2 separate regions of the Arabidopsis thaliana genome follow, and region 2 is linked to region 1. The links are chromatin contacts, called in public capture Hi-C maps. All regions are on one chromosome and are shown on one strand. The core of a region is the stretch at or near the end of the contact, and the rest is flanking DNA. Distances in the headings are between cores, read along the strand shown.

Region 1 (6,672 bases), core at 3,122-5,621:
TATATAATTGATATATCTAACATTAACAAAAATTTCTAATATTATAAACATTTGAAAAAATAAAAAATAAAAAGGGAAAGATTATAGTGCGGGACGGGTTTGAATCAATATTAATAAAAATAACAATATTATATTAACCGCCGCTTTAATAAGGTTAAATCTTTAATTTATTAATTTTTATCACCACCAATATTAGACATATCAAATAAGTCTTATTTAGATAAGATTGTCTAAAACTAAAAATGTCACGTTATATATACCGTTGCTTACTAGCAATTGTAAACAATAAAATATAAATATCTTAGAAAATAATAAAAATTTACAAACTTTTAGATATAATAAATAATCCATTAAATTTTATGAATCACTATTTTTAGAAAACAAATCTTGATGCCGTGTATTGTGGATTAAAATCTAGTTATGCTTATTTTTTGCTTATGTTTTTCTTATTTTTGTTAGTTTTTATTTTATTTTTTTCCTAGTTCACTAGTCAGAGAAATTAGAGAAATAAGGTGTGTTGAGACATAAAAAACAATGAGAGATTTGGTGTTGATTTAAGAATTTTTTTAACTTAATTTCTAAGAATTGTTTAACATTAAAACAAAATTATATGCATTAAAAACAAATTAAGTCACATTAGTTTGATAACTTACACTCAACTTTGCATTTTGCAACATATAAAACCTTTTGTTTATCTCTTTCGCACAATTTTATTTGTTTCTCTGTCTTTTATTTGAAATCTTGTGTAAAGACAATGTCTTCAAAGAGCCTTGCAGAAGTGAGTGGTGAAATGAACCTAAAGATTGAAGAACGTCCTGCTGAATAAGCAGTTGCTACGTCACTATCCTCAAGCTTATCCAGTAAATGGACGTCCAGTCGATGAAATTGCTCTTGTAGTGGCCATTGCGAACCTTGAATATGAGAAAAAAAAAAGTTGAAAAGGCTATCCTTAGAGATGGAAAACTCGATGGTACAAATGACTTCTTATATATTAAAAGAACCACAGTGATAGGTTAATCATGATTTCTTAATTATGTAAATACATAATTGAGAATTTTCTCTATCTCTAAACACTTATTAGATTGGTACGTGGAAACCCCACTATTGATACTTTTATTTCAAAATCTCTTATGTAAATAAATTATTTAGAAAGTGCTATGTTTTTCAGCACCTAAATGGTTTAAATGTAGCTAGTTGCTACTGCAAGAGTTTGACAACGATTAAATTGAAAATGACTAAAACAAATATAATTTCTAATTATACAAAGTAATAAAACAAATATTTATGTTATTATGATAAAATATAAACCAATTTAAATATAAGAATAAAAACATTTTATAAAATTTTACATAATAAATGTTTTTAAAGAATTTCATAGTTAAATGCGTATTACTTCATGCATTTGGTTCAGAAAAAATAGCATCAATTAATATGACAAATTACAAAAAAAAAATTATAAACAAAAAAAAAAATTAAAACCTTCAGGATTAATAATATTATTATAATACTGAAATTCGTGTCTTGCCATTCTTCAGTTTGAATTGACGCCATGATTTTGAATTGCAAAAATAATTATGGTTTTGAGAATTAACGTTAATATAAATAGGGGTTTGATAATATTTTAAAAATTTATCTGTTGTTTATGTATATTTTGTTTTAACATATACATGGTTTTATAATTATTATTTTTGGCCAACTGCTAGTACTCGCGAGAAGAAAATTTTGAAATTCAAAGATTTTGAGTTGTCTAGAGCGGTTTAAAGCATTTTGTAAGACTGGTTTAAACTGTTAGCAACCGCAACAACATTTATGAGTGGTACCGGAAGAACCAATCGATCCCTAAACTCTGATGAGTTTTGCTTCCTGTTATAAATAAAAATTTGGAATTACCAACTAGAATCTTGGTTTTGTTTAAATATTATATCTTTGCATTGTGTATTTTGATATTTTCTTGGGGCCCAAGGCAAACTCTCCTCTTCTTCTTCCTCATCAGCTGAGACCAAGAGTGAGGAAGATGTGAAGAACTCTAAATTTAGTCTCGTTTCTAAGATATCCTTCCATAAAGATTGTCTTTTTTTTGGCCGGTGAGACTTTCTTGTAAGTAAATAATTGGGAAACTTTGATGAGTTCTTTAAATAAAGTATGCATGGTTTCTTCAATGTGTGCCTTTCTTTTCTTCTTCTTCTTCTTTATTGAGGTAGCTTGGGAAGCAAGACATGTCTTTTGATTATAGCTTCGATTATTACGGAGAGTTTAGTAATAGTTTTACTACTATAAAGAAATTCTATTGAAACACTCATATTTTTAAATCATGTTTAGTCTAAGTTATGGACCGTCCAAGATAAGGATGATTCTTTGTGAAGCTGCATAGTTTAGTCCAGTTTTGTTTTTACCAAGACCAAAGACGAGCTGAAGTTCCACCCTTATTTTCAAGATTGAAGTTTATCCATGAGGCGTTTGTTGAGATGATTTGTCTGTCCTCGACTTGTCATGTCATACATGTTCTGCTTTGTGATTGCAAATTTTACATTTTGCGTACCATGTTTGTCGTGCGGAAAAGTATTGAGGTAACTTGGGAAGCAAAACACACCTTGCAGACCAAGTCCGTGAAGCCTGTGAAGCCTAAGTAAAAGAATAATCTAGATATACTATTGTGATAAGGATTAAAAGAATTTACTTATTCATGTATATATTTCCTATTCAAATTAGGTTAATTATAAGTTAGTCTCTATCTATACATTGTATCAATTTTATTGAGATCAGTAACACATAGTAATAAAGTTTTTTCTCCAAATCCTTTTTCTAGTTTCTACATTCGTCTTCTTCTATATGAGTCACATCCTCTAAACTCTAAAGAGTATATTTTCTTGGGATAAATATTTACAAATCATTCTCATGTGTTTGATCAATTACGTGTTCTTGGGAAATTCACATAAAGAGAATGTCTCAGTCAGAATTCAGCTATAGGAAACCCTAAAAATATCTCAAACATATATTCAAGTTATACATTATCATCAAATCCGTAGAAGTGTAGAGATTTGAATCTTGTAGCTATGTTTAATCGTACAATATATTACAGATTAAATTAGTTCAACCGAAAATGAAATGGTCTTGAGTCTTGACAGATGAAATGAATTGAGGCTAAAAAAACAAAGACTTATTTTCTTCCATTTCCTTACTTGTCCATCGAAAATTGAGGCTAAAAAAAAACAAAGACTTCTTTGTGATCTGAAAAGTAAACATTCTTGGTAACACGTTTCCTTCTTAATAATTAGTAGTTTTTTTTTTCTTTTTTATCACCTCAAATTAAGTCCCTTAATGAACTCATATTTTCAATACTCGATTGTATAAGTATCTCCAGATAGGAAACGTAGCAAACTGTTTTTTTGGTGTGTTAACAATACTCGATTACATAAGTATCTCCAGATTACAAACTGTTTTTGGTTTTGTTAAATAAAACGGGTTACCCATTTGTTTTTGTTAAACCAATTTTGTTATAAAACATAAATGGGTTCATATTTTAAAGGCCCGTGTAAAAGCAAATCAAAAAGAAAACGGGTTTGGGCTCCAAAATATTACACAGTACCCGTTTAGGCCCGTAGGATTCAGGCCCGTTTTAACTTCCCTGGTTAAATTTTAATGCTCATGAAAGTCTTGACAAAATTCCCATGACCTTAGCAAAGCAATATATACGTAATACATTTTCCTACAATTTCCTGCATTATTGCATTGTGTTTCGTTTGTTAACAAAACTATCTATCTTGTTAACCAGAGAGGTAAAAAGTGATCTTGATATATAAATATTATTAGTACATGTTTTTTTATAGAAGTAATTAGCACACATTTTTCTGTACGTATAATAGACACTAGTACACATTTTATGTAGTAACGAAACAGGGGCTGAATAATATGAGTACTATACTCCAGAACATTGGTGTAAGAATAAAATTCATTTATAAAAAAAGAGTGGCTGATTTAGTATTCACAACCACTATTATATACCAAAGAGAGTATGATTAGTTCAGAACCGCCATTGAAATTGAATTTTTATTGATGGGCTTAATTGAATTTGTGCTTAAAATCTATACTCATACTTTTTTCCCCCGTTTATTTTCGTTGGAATTGTTAATAAAAAATGAATTTACAGAAATACGAACCTTCATGACTCTTTCCTAAAGGCACCTCTAAATAGAAAGAACGTAACCTCTAAACTCTAAAGTGAGATTATTGCCTTAATTAACCATAGACTTAAGAGAGGAGTTGTAAGCTTGTGTTAGTTGCGTAGATGGAGAGTTAAGTACGCAACTCAATACTTTTTCACCATTTTCAGCTATAAATAGAGATGTTTAGAAGAGGTTTTACATTCCAACACATAGAAAAAAATGGCTAATATTGTTGGAAACACTAGTGTATCTACTCGTTTTAAAGAGCTGATTCGTGAAATGACGCAGCTGAATGAAGAAATTCAGAAGATCGACGTGAATGATTTTCGTGCCATTAGAGAAGCCAGGAAGAAGATAACTGGTATGACAACGAAGTTGGACGAGCTCTTAGAGATGATGAAAGAAACTGTGAAGGAGAAGAAGGAAACCCCACAGTGATAGGTTACTTTTACTTTTCCAGTGAAGCTCCCTCTTATAGATAAAATAAATAATTGAGATATGGCTGTGTCTAATCTCTGATGAGGAGTGATAGAGAAGTTAATTATTTACTTTTATTGCACTGTTTAAGTCCAGAGTGACTTTCTTGTAAGTAAATAATTGGGAAACTCTTATGAGTTTTTATATAATTAAATAGACATGGTTGTTTCAATGTGTGCCTTTATTTTCTTCCTCTTCTTCTATATGAGTCACAACCTCTAAAGAGGATATTTTCTTGGGATCAAAACAGATAAAGATTTAAAAACAATTCTCTTTCTTTTCTTTTTTTTTATAATCAATTTCGTGTTCTTGGGAATATTGTGAAAACTTCTTAATGAAAAACAAAAAAAAACTTATCTTTACCTCCATTTCAGTTCATCGATTAAAGACAACATTACCTATAGAGTTTGGATCTGATTTAAACAAATGGTATTTGAAACTCCGTTGAACTATCTTAATCTTTTTAAAGACAACAATATTTTCTGTTATATGATCTCTGTTAAACATTTTGTGAATGATACTTCAGTAGCATCATAGTTAAATATATATACATAAAAAAGGGAAATGAATTTGCTTGGAAATTTTATAAATGAAATTGAAATTGGGGGGGGGGGGGGAGAGGAGAAAACATTGATCGAGAAAATAATTTTTCAACGTGCTTAAAAGAGCGTGCTAATTTTTCAAGAACGTTAGCATAAATAAAGTCTTGATAAGGGATCCAGTAGTATATAAAAAATGATTTTGAAATATGTATAATCAGTATACATAATATTTGTTTTATTTTACTTTAGAAGTTAGACACATTTTCTGTATGCATAATAGGCATTACTAACAAAGACATTTTATGTAGTAAACGAACAGTGGCTAAATAATATGAGTATTATATTCTAGAACATTGGTGTAAAAAGAAAATTTATTAACAAAAAAAGAGTGGCTAATTTAGTAATCACATCCATTTATTCTACACAAAATAGAGTAAGATTCGTTCAAAAACCACCATTGAAATTGGTGTCTAACCGATGGGCTGAATAGAAATTGGGGTAAAAGTTACTTCAAATCTATAATCATTTTTTCCTCACCGTTTATTTTCATTGGAATTCTTAATTAAAAATGAATTTTCAGAAAAACGAACCTTCATGACTCTTTCCTAAAGGCACCTCTAAATAGAAAGAACGTAACCTCTAAACTCTAAAAGTGAGATTATTGCCTTAATAATCATAGACTTAAGAGAGATGTTGTAAGTTTGTGTTAGTGGCGTAGATGGAGAGTTAAGTACGCAACTCAACATTTTCACCTTTTGCAGCTATAAATAGAGATGTTTGGAAGATGTTTTACGTTCCAACGCATAGAAAAACTCTTTCACAGTTTTATAAATTTATTATCTTTCTTTTAGTTTAAAATCTTTGTGTAAACAAATGGCTAATGTTGGAAACACTAGTGAGTCTACTCGTTTTGAAGAGCTGTGTCGTGAAATCACGCAGATGAATGATGAAATTCAGAACCTCGTGAGGGAGAACGCGCAACTTAATCATCCAATTGGGCGACCTTATTTTGATGCCATTGAAGAAGTCAGGAAGAAGCTAAATGATAAGAGAATGAAGTTGCAAGAGCTCTATGAGAAGAAGAAAGAAGTTATGAAGGAGAAGAAGGAAACCCCACAGTGATAGGTTACTTTTACTTTTCCAGTGAAGCTCCTTATGGATAAATAACTAATTGAGATGTTGCTATGCATCTAAACTCTGATGAGGAGTGATAGACAAGTTAATTATATTACTTTTCTTGAATTGTTTAAGTCTAGTGAGACTTTCTTGTAAGTAAATAATTGGGAAACTCTTATGAGTTTTTATATAATTAAATAGACATGGTTGTTTCAATGTGTGCCTTTATTTTCTTCTTCTTCTTCTATATGAGTCACAACCTCTAAAGAGGATATTTTCTTGGGATCAAAACAGATAAAGATTTAAAAACAATTCTCTTTTATTTTTGTTGATAATCAATTTTGTGTTCTTGAGAAAATTGTTTTCTTTGAAAA
Region 2 (6,672 bases), core at 1,306-3,805, 720 kb after region 1:
GATAAGATCAGCTTAGTGCAGTCATTACTAAAGGAAAAAAAAATAGAAAATATATTTTACAAAATAGCTTGTGTACACATACAAGTTCCATGTGTAAGTATAATTGGTAACGATGCAGCACGCCTTGCAGCCTCAAATGAACATTCTATTTTGCTCCTTAAGCTCCTACAAAGTTATATTAGCCTTCTATCAGTTAAAATAAAAAAGAAAGAAAGACCAGGTAACATTAAGTAAAAGAAACAAAGTTTGTATAACAGGAGGTTTTGAAGAGTAATACTTCCAACCAGGAAGCCAGCCGCTGAGTCCTACAACAGCTTGTAGGTTTATAGGATACGCATGGCCAGTTCCATAACGTCCAAGAGCATAACAAGTCGCGGAGTAGAGAGATATTGCTGCTCCCATGCTAAAACCTCCTATGCCTACTTTAACTATCAAAATCAGAAGAGCAAGTCAATGATTGAGCTAAAGATATGATGGATGTGATAATACATATTACATTTTCGAAAATTCAAGTTAAGATGATTTTGGCTTACCATCTGCTGGTTCAGAGGACAAAAGGTTAGCAATATGTGAAGCTGAGGCATCTAAACCTTCCAAATCATCATGACCATCTTCAGAAATTTCCCCAACGTCAAACCCTGATTACGTAACTACCGTTAATTCAGTTTCTAGTATTACTTTAGAGACAACAAAGAATGATTCTTGAAGTTTTCAAATGAGAGAACTGATCTTACAAGCAGTGCATGTAAATCCACCAAGACTTGTAACAGGACGCGAAGGAGCGGTTGGACAAATCCATTTTATCTGTGCATAGCATACATATGTTTTTATTAAAGACTTCAATAGAGATGCACTTTCATTTAATGGTGGACTTATAACAAAACATGTATGATAGATTCTTACATTTGGAAGATGCAAGCTGTCCATGAGCTGAGATGAACTGTGGCAAAACAGAGACAAATGTGAGAAACGCATGTATGTTTCAAATTTTTATTTTGATTAATACACAAAACATGGAATATTCTTTTTTATATGACACGAGATAATTGTCTTGTTAATTGTCTACCAGCAACAGAACTAGTTAAGTGAGGCTAGTTTAGTGGTCCCTCAAAAGTATATACAATTTTTTTTTTTAGTTACAAACTTTAATGAACTAAACTTAATATTCACATAAGAGAAGACATTTGACAGGAAAAGTTCAGTATGTTAATATCAATTAATTATTTGCGGCGCTACAACATTTATCTACAAATGATGCTTCAAAAATTTCAATAGAGAAAAAAGAAGCAACACATACATTTTGTTCTCTAAAGTTGGTATTAGAGAACATGCCAAAATTCAACTTTTGAAAACTCTTTTTTTTCTTCCATATAAACACACGCAAAAGTTGAAGTGTTTTTCTAGAACATATTTATACTTAAGACAAGGAAAGCAAGCACCACGGAGGAGTTTATGCTTCAAGATGTTAGTTTGATTCTTTTAAGACACAAAAAAAAAGCATAATAATCGAAAGAGCCATGTGAAGAGTGTAACCTAGAGCCATTGTCACCAAGACCATGAAGCCAGACTAGAGTGGCTTGATGCTTTCCTTTAGGCCTCACAACATAAGTCCTTCCAAATTCATATCCCCTTGCATTTCTACTACCTTCAAAGATTTTACCAAATACAGTGTCATAAACAAGTTTCAAGCAAAAAGAATTTCTTTATTTTTTCAAATAACAAAAGAAACTTCAGGCCAAAACCCAAATTAATCCGTGGAATCTATCTAAATTATCATACGGTAAAAAAATTTGATCATAACAAGTACAAATAACATTAACATGAACAATCAAGAAGGGGAAAAGAAACAAACCAGAACCCATGCTTTGATGAGAGTAACTCATTTTTTGTTGAAAGTGTATTGAATCCTCTCAAGGTTTTGTAATTCGTCTTCTTAAGAGCTTTCAAAGTTTCAAAATACAAACAAGTGATGATCGTAAAAATATGAGAAGGCAATGTGTATTTATACACCAAAATTAAAGGGTTGATGTGAAAATGTGGAATAAAATAAAAGAAGTGAATCTGAATCATTCACTATAGGATGCTTCAATGTGTACAACAGCTAACCAAAACTACTAGAAAGGGAATGAAGGAGGAAACTATAGACGTAGCATCCATGGAAAAGGATTACTTAAATAAGATTAAAGAAAAGAAAATTCAGTATTTTTCTTTAAACAACAAAAGAAAGAAATCTTTTGGGAAACACAAGGAATATAGGAAAAAATAAAATAAAAAACCACAGCAGAGAGCTAGCGGTAACAAGAAACAGAGAGAGAATCAATGCCTTGTGGGCAGAGTGGTGGAGGGGAAAAATAAAGAAACACCAAATAACTTTTTCTCATACTATACATATTTTTACCTGAAACATTAAGGCATAATCCAAAATTGTAAAAGAAGACAAACTTCATTATTCAATCATAGATAAAATAAAAAAGATTAGATGATTGATTGATACCCATTGATCAGAAAGCTCCGAAATCTACTTTGTGAGAAAATCCTACAAAAACTAAGTATGGATTTGTAATTAATGGTTTTGTTTTATCTAAGGGTACTTGGATATATAATAAAGATTTGGATCTACCGAAATGATGGCAAGTGTGGAAAAAAACACAAGAGACCAACCTGGATTTTTCAGGTGGGGTGAAGAAGATATTGAAGAAAAAGACACAAATCTTTTTCATCAATTTCAACGCTTTGTTCATTGCTGTGTTCTTTTTGCCATTGATAATGCTTATTGCTCAGTGCCCACCAATAGATTCAAATCTTTTGGGTTTTCCAGTACCGGTGAGTCAGGGACTGAGGAGCCCATTTCACCCAACGTTTTGTTAAAATAATAAATCCACAACTATAGTTTCTTTCATCTACAATATACAACCAAATTTTACCATTAAGCGGCCACATGCTAGATTAAAACTTTTGGAATATGTTCATCACGAGTTTATAGTAATACAAAATATAAATTTATTAAAACTATTAAAACGTTTTGACACTTAGAAAGTTTTTAAAGAGTTTTTTAGAAGCTTTTATAAACTTTCATTAGTTTAAACTGTGGAAATTAAGTCAATGTTACTAATAATATAAAATAAATTCTTACAAATTTGAAAATTTTCTTTAGTTTTCTGAATCTTTCACAAGTTTTTTTAATTCATAAATTTTTAACAATCAATGTGTGTACCTTAAAGAAACTTTATTCATCTTCCTCATTTGAAGATTCACTTTTTTTAATATCTAAACTCTAGAATTGTGAACTATAAACTTTAACGTATCCTAGGCAAAAAATCTTTCTAAAAAAATGTATGCTTCTAAAATTTTAATACAAAAATTAAACGCTAATGCTAAGATCTTATACTGTAACTGCAGTTTAAACCTTGTAAAAAGAATAGATGTTAAAAAGAAAATTGAAAAGAAGTGCAAAAGTAAAACGTAATATAAAAATTAGCTTTTTATAACTCAACGAAAACCTTTTAAACACATTAAAATACTAGTAAAATTTAGCTCTTAGATTTTTCTAAGAATTAATTTATCACACATCTAATTTTTCTTTCCTCAGAATTGATAAATCAAAAATATAAAAGGAGGTGACCTGATAAAGGAATAATGGGAAAGGTGAGTGGGTCTGAGCACATGCACCACAATGCATGTGTCACATATAGTATCCACTCTTCATGCCCCAATCACCCATCATTTCCATTTTCTCTATTTTATAGATTGATATAAACTTTGAAGTTGGTGGTTCAGTACCAGAATTTATTTTTATCAAAATCAGAAATAGTAATGAAAGTGATTGTTTACTCTACTAATGACTTTTTCTAAATAGCTATAAGAGAGCCAAAATATATATATTAAGGAAATTTTCTAAAATTGAAGGAGAGCCAAAATAAAAAAAGAAGGTAAAACCGTAAATGAATTGTGTGCTTTTTTTTTATATAATTAAACAAACTTGAAAGTAAATACCGTGACATTTTTACTGCAAATTACTCATATATGAAATTGTGTATAAAAATTATCGAAATATCAAACAGAAAGTTAGATAAATAAACGTAATGATTGCATATTTTAATCCTCTTTTACATTTATTTTTTTGACGTATAAATGTCTGAAAATGATTACTCCAAAATGCTACTATCATATTTAGAATCATTGAATGATAGTAGCATTTTGGAGTAATTGTTACCTGAAAATAATTATGGAAATGGTTGACTTAATTTATAGGGAACAAAAACTAGTGGAAAATAACATTAACCTTTTGCTTAAACAATGGCGGTATCTGATTAATTAGTTTATTTTCTAGCGAATGTCAAACAATTTGCAATTTAATTATATGTATACAGTGAATATTTTTCTTTAGTCAACTCTATACCCCCACCATTATCTTAAGAAAAAAATATAACTTAAGTTGGAGTAAAGGATAAGCCGAGATAAGAAAAGTCCATGAGTTTAACTTTTATAATATTATATTGTAACATGATTTATTATATTTTGTTGAAATTGCATTGAAGTTGAGAAAATAGAGAAGAGATGCTTTCGGCACTACAATGCTAACTCGTTAATGGTATTTAAAGGTGTATAGTGTTTGCTTGTTCGTATGGTTAAAAGGCTAATTAAGGCCATTGTAAGTTTATGCGTTATTTAGCCTAAACTTTATGCTTAAAAAAAGTTTATCCATTTTATTTAAAATAATTTGAAAATATATATATATATATATATATATATATATTTATTTATTTATTTTTTTCAAAACTTAGTGGATATAATAATGTATACGTGTGATGGATTGAGAAAAATTAATATCCATATGAGCAAATGAAAAATACAAAAAATAATGAAAATACCAAGTAAAATTTACAAGAAAACCATCTTGCTTTGGTCAAGTGGTAAATGGAGCTAATTCCCATCACCTGGTTTGAGTAGTATTGCTTATCGGGGTTCGAGTAATTTAACATGGTTTCTCCGCGTCCCAAATTAGTCTTTCGGTTTAAGAAGCCTTTAGAATCATCTGAGTTATCGAAAAAATAAATTTTACAAGACATACTGATAAATTTTACAAACGTTGCTTGTGTATAAAATTTTGAAATGTGTGTTGCGTGTCTAATTAAGACACATGATAGATTAATTAAGAATTTTAAGTGTGTGATTTACATTAATTAAGAGTATTAATGTGTTATGCGAAGTATATGTCTCATTGCTCAATTGTCTTTATTGAGTAGACGTTTGTGAACCAAAGTAAGGTAGCTAGCTAGAGTTCCTACCATAGTTATGCTTAATTAGTTTTTAGACCAATTTAAAAAAAAAACTAATCTTAGCTAAAGAATATTATTATTTAAGCACGTACAAAAAAATCAATATATAATCTATAAGTTTTATATTAATCCTATATTAATCTAGAGTAGTCTAGTGATCTAACTCTTCTGTATCATCCCATTTCATTAGCTTAATTAGATTAAGATTTGAATTCTTCTAACATACTAAAGCACTCTTTAAGTAAAACAAACACAGTGCACTGTGCACAGAAACCAAATGTGTGTCTGTAGCAATGCTATTAGACCAATACATCTTACCGAGTTAAAGTAAAAACTTTCAAAAGATTCATATGAACAAAATAAATGAAAGTATGTATGAAAAGGAGATTTAGTAATGAGAGCAAGCTGTGTGGATCTTTAAAAGAAGTATGGTGATTTGTCTAAAATAGAAAGGGAATAGAAACTCCAACAATCGTTTTCTTGAGATTGTTTTTGATATTAGACTTTTCGAATTTTTGGCAGAATTGATTCTTCAAGCATTTTTTATATTTTCTTGGTTTTGTTTTGGGTTCATACGGTACGGTGTCATAAAACGATATTGTAAATGAAAAAAGAATTACCAAATATTTTTTCACTTTTTAGTATATAATTTTATCTCATAATATATCTAATATTTCTACATAATCAAATCAGATGAACGCTATCCATATTACAAAAAATGTTAGTGTATGGTGGCACTAGTATTCGGTCTAGGGCCAAAGACTTTACGATTATGAGTTTGATTGGGTCATTTGGTTACGTTGATTTATGTCTAAACGTTATACATATGGTGGGTTTACGGAAATATATTTATCAAAATATATACGATCCCAAAACTAGTCGCATGCTTCGACTAAATCTAACCATTACAAACATTGGTTATGTTCAATTGTTTTTAGCCGTAGAAAAGGAAAAATATTTGTTAAAAAAATATAGGGGAGAAGCTTTAGGAATACATCTTTGTATTGGAGAATATAAAAACGGCTTTTGATGTTAAACGTCGTATGTTCTTGTTCTTCATATTCCTTTTTTGGTATTACTATAAATCTATAATAAAATTTTTAAAAAGAAAATGGATGCTGATTTAGTTAGTACTCACCAATTTTGGAAATCCAGTTTCTTCTTTTTTTGTTTGGTTCGGGGCATCTTTGCTCGCTTCGTTGCGATGTTAGAGGTGTTGTTGTTGTTGGAAATTCTGAACGATGCCTATTAAATCACCAAGCACAATATTTTATTGTTTTCAAATTATATATGATTTCTTTTTATTCCATTATATTATACACACATATATCCCTTATTTCCTACTCCCTTATTTTGAAAATTTTGTTATCCGAAATCAAATGTTTTCTAAAAG

What was found. Capture Hi-C pulls out chosen DNA fragments and counts their contacts.
Region 2: a capture Hi-C map of seedling shows a contact between it and region 1, with 4 times the contacts expected there. A contact is called at or near these places in 1 of 26 Hi-C or Micro-C datasets (root) and 2 of 3 other capture datasets (root and seedling).

What each region holds. Positions count from the first base shown.
Region 1 is chr1:18,905,542-18,912,213 of TAIR10.1, forward strand. It overlaps AT1G51000, which reads left to right and starts at 4,372. Exons shown (of 1, transcript NM_103980.3): 1 at 4,372-4,628. The coding sequence starts at 4,383. The coding sequence ends at 4,601. It overlaps AT1G51010, which reads left to right and starts at 5,848. Exons shown (of 1, transcript NM_001333464.1): 1 at 5,848-6,460. The coding sequence starts at 6,056. The coding sequence ends at 6,304.
Region 2 is chr1:19,631,484-19,638,155 of TAIR10.1, forward strand. AT1G52700 (alpha/beta-Hydrolases superfamily protein) reads right to left here and starts at 2,556. Exons shown (of 9, transcript NM_104148.5): 1 at 1,853-2,556; 2 at 1,534-1,645; 3 at 904-940; 4 at 735-804; 5 at 534-638; 6 at 278-428; 7 at 83-165. The coding sequence starts at 1,883.